2 separate regions of the Capsicum annuum genome follow, and region 2 is linked to region 1. A link is a contact called in public Hi-C data. All regions are on one chromosome and are shown on one strand. Each heading gives the region's core, a stretch centred on a gene start, on an enhancer-like site or on the middle of the called end of the contact. The rest is flanking DNA. Distances are from core to core; before and after follow the strand shown. Region 1 holds the start of LOC107856793. Region 2 holds the start of LOC107856801 (vesicle-associated protein 4-2).

Region 1 (3,267 bases), core at 448-2,947:
AGATATTTCAAAAAGAGGTTCTTCCTCAGGAATAGAAATACAAGGCCCAAGGCCCAAATTTATTCACTTAGCGTGAACGGGCTCTCTTTGGAATAGGTGTAGGAGTGGGCACATCTTCACGAGAAAGTATTTGAAGAGGAGTGACTTCTTGCACCGGATTGGAAGAAGAGAAATTATAAGATTGATTGCAAGAAGGGTCTTGAGCAAATAAATTCACTATGGAACGAAACTCATTCCAAGCCCTAAAATCAGACATTTTGATAGTCGGGGTTGAAGAAGACTTTAGAGTTTTGGCTATATCTGGGATAAACAGTAATGACGAGTGATTTGGATGAGGAATCAGTGGGATCATTCTTGGTTGGGGACGATGGAGTAGATGAAGCCATTAAATAAAATTTAAAGCTTTGAGTGAAGCAATGTGGTTAAAGTTCAGAAGTAATGATCATGGAGTGTAGATTCGACAATAATTTATATAGATGGAGAGAAGAAGAGAGAGAAATAAGGAAGTTGAAACATATAGGGGTAAATGGGTATGATAGGAGCGAAGAATATGAGAGGGAAATGGGACAATGATACGAAGGCGGCGACAGTTTTTTGAAAAGGAGAAGGACTTCTGAGTTTTGGCAGTTACAAAAAAGAGTGTTGAAGGTAAACTATTGAAACGTAAGTGCCTAGCCGTTTCATAATGCATACTTAATCACTAACTCAAGTAAATCATACATGAAAAAATCCATGAGCTCCACTGCTTTTAATTTTTTTCTTTTTGCTTCGTTCTACCATTTTTATTTTACATATAACATTTGCACTCAATGTGATGTTCGAGAATATTGACAAGAAACTATTATTTTCAGCTAGCTATCAGTTGCAGTTTGCTGGAAAGATTTTTTTTTCATTATTTTTACCACTATTTCTTTTAAGTAATGTGAGAATAATTTTATCATATAGAATTTTTGCAGCTTGAAGATGTTAGATTCTTTCTTTTTTTTTGTGATCTTTTTGATAGCAATGAGCAATACTCCTTTATTGAGGTTCCTTGAATGCATAGTTTGTACAATTTTCTGACAGATCTTCACAATCTTAGTATGATAATTTTAAAAAGTCCTTCATAAGGTTAAAAAGTGTTATTTCTGAAGGTTTTTTGGTCATTCGTTTTTATTATTGTGTAAATTTGCAAAGACTAAGTCTATTTTAAAATTATATGTTGTTACTTTGTATTACATTCTATCTGACTATTAATTGCTTGGATGTGTTGATTTGATGGATATCCAACTATTTTAGTTGTTAAAGTAGCTTGACTTGGTTCTAAGAGATTGACTTCCTAACTATTGGTATTCCTAATGTAATGTTTGCAGCAAGTATGAGTATAGGCTTTTGCATCTAAAGTACAAGATTTTTGCTATTTAAAATACAACTCAAATCCTTTAATTTTAATTATTTAATTCTCTTGAGTGATTAGTTCAACTATGAAAAATAAAGTTGAAACTAAAAATTAAAATTAATTAGAAAATTTTAATAATTATAAATTCATAATAGACTTTTTGAAGGATGTGTCAGAAAGCTAAGAAATGAAAATTCTTAGAATAAAGATTAGAAATATTTGTGCATGTCCTCGAAAGTATTGCTTTATTTCTCTTTAATGATGATCGAAGGTAAAATAAATAAGAAATTATCTCCCCAAAAGTCGAACCTCATATGCACATTAGTATTGCAAAATACCCGTGACTGCTGGTAATTTATTAGGCAAAGCTTAATAAAGACGTATTTACTGAAATCTAAATTTTTTTTAGTACTTTTAAGTGATACTGTATTTTTTTTTTCTTACAAAATTATCCACCTCCCCTAACACAACCACCTTTCCGCCACACAGTTTGTATAAATATAAATTCATTTTAAAACACAAACTGTACCTACCTAACTCTAAAATCTCACAAAAATTTCCCAAATTTCGTTTTATTATCTTCTTGATTCAGACATATTGTAAAATCTGGTGTTACAATTTTCATTGCTCAATTAGGTATGTATGTGTTCTTAATCCTTCAATTCACAGATTTATTAATTGAGATTTATTTTTCTGCTCTTTGTTTTGTGTTCTAGAAGAAATTAATTTTTTAGAAAATAGTGTGGGTTTTATAAGTCAACTATATATCTTTTAAGGTGTAAATTTTCTTTTTTCTTGTTATGTATCTCAAATTGGTTGTTAAAAGAAGCTGAATTCGGGAAATTAGTGTGAGTTATATTCTTTGGATTAAGCTTTTTCTGTTTAACAAGTCAATTTTTATGGATAAGTCAACAAATTTATCGATTTTTGATGCATTGGGTTGATTTATATATCTGCGTTAGAGTATTGAGCTGTTTAGTTGTTTAATTGTCCAAAAATAATCCCTTGTTCAACGGAAAATCTAATGTGAACCTTTGAAATTTTTTCCAAAACGAAAAAGTTGAATCCTTGTTTAGAGAAAAAATTGCATCTTCCAAAGGTGCAAATTAAGAAATTACTTTCTGGGGTTATGGATGATGCTTTGGTGCAACCATTTTTTTTTCTTTTTCTGATAACCGTGGTATCCTGGCTAGCTTTTCCAGTGCAACGAGTATTTCAAGAAGGGGCCGCAATTATTACCAATAGCAGCCTTCTACTTCCTCTTCTTCCCTTTCCATTCTTCAATCGCTTCCTCTTCACGTCGTATGCTTTTTTTAAAAAAAAAAAAAATCCCTTTTCATGTCTTGAATGATGATGCTGATAAGCTTGGACCCTTGTATGCGATGATTATGTAAAATCTTTGCTATTTAAGGACCCTGTTGATCTAATATTTTTGCTCTAGAGTACTGAGCTGTTCAGTTTTTTAATTGTCCAAAATTTGATACAAGGAAGAATCAGTCATCACATTTTCCATTTCTCGTTTGTTATTTTACTTTTCTTTGCATATAAGAAATTAGGTGATTTATTTATTTATTTATTTATTTGTTTTTTCTTTAAAAGTTTTAATATTGCTATTTTTGGAGTTGATTTTGAGGTAATTAATTGTGGGTTCTTGAAATATTTGGATTTAGCAGGCAGCAGAAGATTGGTGACATATAAAGTATTGTTCAGCTCTTTCTGATTTGAAAAGATACATTTTCTTGTGGTGTTGGTGGAGTAGAGACAATGGAGGCTAGAGTTTCACAGAGCCTTCAGTTGTCCTCATGGATAAATTCAGATAACATAGTAAGGAAACCGAGTGGTTCGTTACGTTTATCTGAGAAATGGTATGAAAAAACAAGGCATCGGAT
Region 2 (3,267 bases), core at 503-3,002, 140 kb after region 1:
TTATTGTATGAACAGTGATGCAGAAGACGAGTATCGTGAAATAGTATTAGTTACAAATGACAAACTTGACAAATTGGCTATCTGGAAGATCCAAATTTACTTTCCATAGTGATGTAGATCTAGCAAATAATGAACATTTCCCACTAACCACACTTCATCATCATCATTTTAATCTTCAATATCCAGAATTACTATAAATTAACCAAAAAAAAGTTGCTTTATTACCAACTCAGAGAAAGTTGGCCTAGTGGAGAATTAAAGTGAGTTGTTGCACTAATTATGGAGATTATGAAATTGACATCATGAGTATTAGGTACTAAGCACATTTCACATCAGAAAACATAAAGCATCAAACCACCAAAACAAGAAAATAACAGGACCATATAATGAGGCTAGTGTAATGTACCTTGAAGGCTACAGGATTCTTGCTAATGTTCTTGATTCTAATAGCACTCTTGACTTGTTTACCAGGCTCATCTACAAAAAGGGATAAGAATAGAATAAGCATAATCCAATAAATAATTTTAAAAAAAAATAGAAAGACAACCCTTAATTAGACATAAGAATTATTATTACTGCTAAATAGTCAATTTTCATCCAAAACATAGAATAGAAAACAAAATTCTGGTTTAGTTAATATTGGTCCATTAAGTTTATGTAACATAATAATACTCCTGGTGAAGTAGCTACAAAGTAAAATATATAACTTACTAGAATCAAAAATCAACATTCCTTTTCAGTAAACATAAAAGTAATGTAGCAAACTTTCTTTCTATTAAATCCAAATTAAGACATATTAGCAACAGAAAAGAACTCCTTCAGTTTCAATTTTAGTGTCTTAGTTTGACTAGTTATGTAATTTAAGAAAATAAGGAAAACTTTTAAATCTTGTTATCTTAAACTTAAACTAGAAATATGTGTGATGTACTAAAATACTATTTGAATATTCTGATCTTAAACAAGTCATATAGAATGTCGGAATTAGAAAGTTACCAAAGATAGGAAAAGTCATTCTTTATTTAAAACAAACTAAACAAAGGTAAGACAACTAAATTGAGACTGAGCAAGTAGCAAAATAACTGATCAAATTACCTATGTGATGAGAAATCAACCCATTATGCAAAAGAAAACTCAAAAAAGATGCCACATCAGTTGCGGGTATGGTCTAATTCATGACAAACAATTAGATATAGCCAGAAAATTTAACAAGAATAGCGAAAATGATGAACATACATGGAAAGTAAAGCTTGTTTGGTGGATCAAGACTGAGCTTACGACGCGTTGGAAGAAATGATTTTGCAACAGAAGAAACTTTAAGTGAAGCATGAATATTAGAATGATGATCCACAGAAATGCCATTATGGTTCTGATGCTGAAACTGTTGTTGTTGCTGCTGCCTAAAAGATGATGAAGAAGAAGCAACAGAAGAAGAAGTAGCAGCCACTGAACTGCTGTTTGAATGCCAAAATGGAAGTTTACATAGTCCCCAAATTTTTCCATCTACAGATTTTTCATTACCAAGTGCCATTGTTTGTTGTTGTTCTTGCTGTGTTAGGCAGTTTGGTTTATTATTATTACTACTAGCACCAAAATTTTTGCTATAGCATTTAGGGGTGGGGGTGAGTGGGGTGGAGGGGTGGGGGTGCGAGGGGGCATAGGATGCGAGTTACATAGCGTGGGAATGATGGGTTGCTGTCATAATGTGTATGGGGAGTGTGACAACAGTTATTGCTGTTGTTGCATTGGTTCTCTTCAAATTAAAAGTTGTCTTAAATACTAAGGCGCCGTCTCAGCACGAAAATCATAATTTTTTAAAGTTGGAGTTAGAATTGGAGTTGGATAAGATTATAAGAGTATAATTCAATTACTCCCACTATTTTAATAGCATTCTTTCTAAAACTATTTATTTTAATTTAGTTGTCTTTTATAAAATCAAGGAAATATTATTATGTTCTCTCAGTACTACCTGTATAATTAAATGACTAAATAAAATGTATATATTCAAATTTTTATTTTTAAGAATAAAGTATCAAATCCACGCCTACTAATGGAATTGTGAGAAACACACCTATCACCTTTAATTTGAGAAACACACCTAAACTATCACTTTTAGTTTGAAAAACACACATAACTATCACTTTAATTCAAGAAACACACCTAAAAGCTGATTACACCAAATATTTTCTTACAAACTCTTTATATGTATCTAGTCATTAAAAATAGTCCACATAACATATTTTTATTCTTAATTGCTAACACATTATTTGTTTTCATTTTAAAATATTTTGATTAATTTTTATTTATTTTAAGGTGTGTTTCTCAAATTAACCAGTGATATTTTAAGTGTGTTTCTCATACCCTCGATAGTTTAGGTATGAAACTCAAAAAAAGAGGATAGTTTAGGTGTGTTTTTGACGCTTTATTATATTTTCAAATCATAATTAATAAGACTAATTTGGTAAAATATACCCTAATAAATTTTTGTAAGAGAAGTGTCAAGTTAACAAGGGTCAATTATTTTAAAACGAATGGAGTAACATATTTCTTGTTAATTCTTTATTTTTTGTCCATTTACGTGCATCTTAATTTTAAAATAATTAATGTCAATAGAGAAAAGTTGGAAAAAATTTAATCCTCCCAATCTTACTTTGGTATCAAATATTATTCCTTATTTATTACTCCCCCCATTTAAAAAAGAATGATTTACTTTTTTTTTTAGTCCATTTAAAAAAGAATGATTTTTTTTTTTTGTAATACTTTAATATCAAATCTCCACATGGCATGATTAGGACCACAAGATTAAAGCACATTTTGGTACATTTGATATAACTTTAATAAGGTCACAAGATTCAAAAATCTCATTTATTTTCTTAAACTTTATGTCAAGTCAAAGTAGGTTATTCTTATTGAAATAGAGGGGTATTACTTTTGACATAGTAAAATTACTTTTATTATTTATATTATTTTTAAAAAATTTATTAATTTAATACGTAATAAACAAGTATTGATAGATAGAGAGTCTTCTTTTCCTTTTACATATTTTTTTTTTTGTTCATTTCTTTTCATGTGACAATAGAGTGATTTGCATGAGTTACTAGTACGTTTAACTTATATGTTGTAATATACTCTCTTTGCTAGTACGTTTAACTTATATGTTGTAATATACTCTCTTTACTAGTACGTTTAACTTACATGTTGTAATATCCCCTCTTTTACTGATACGTTTAATAGATATTTAATTTCACATTTTTTGGGGGCTACACTGAA

What was found. Hi-C and Micro-C count contacts between places; a contact is called where the count stands out from the background.
Region 2: a contact with region 1 is called in a Hi-C map of placenta, with 2.6 times the contacts expected there. The contact joins the promoter of LOC107856801 here to the promoter of LOC107856793 in region 1. A contact is called at or near these places in 2 of 5 Hi-C or Micro-C datasets (leaf and placenta).

Annotation. Positions count from the first base shown.
Region 1 is chr7:200,918,158-200,921,424 of UCD10Xv1.1, forward strand. LOC107856793 reads left to right here and starts at 1,698. Exons shown (of 5, transcript XM_016701764.2): 1 at 1,698-2,014; 2 at 3,052-3,267. The coding sequence starts at 3,143.
Region 2 is chr7:201,054,808-201,058,074 of UCD10Xv1.1, forward strand. LOC107856801 (vesicle-associated protein 4-2) reads right to left here and starts at 1,753. Exons shown (of 7, transcript XM_016701773.2): 1 at 1,234-1,753; 2 at 407-477. The coding sequence starts at 1,528.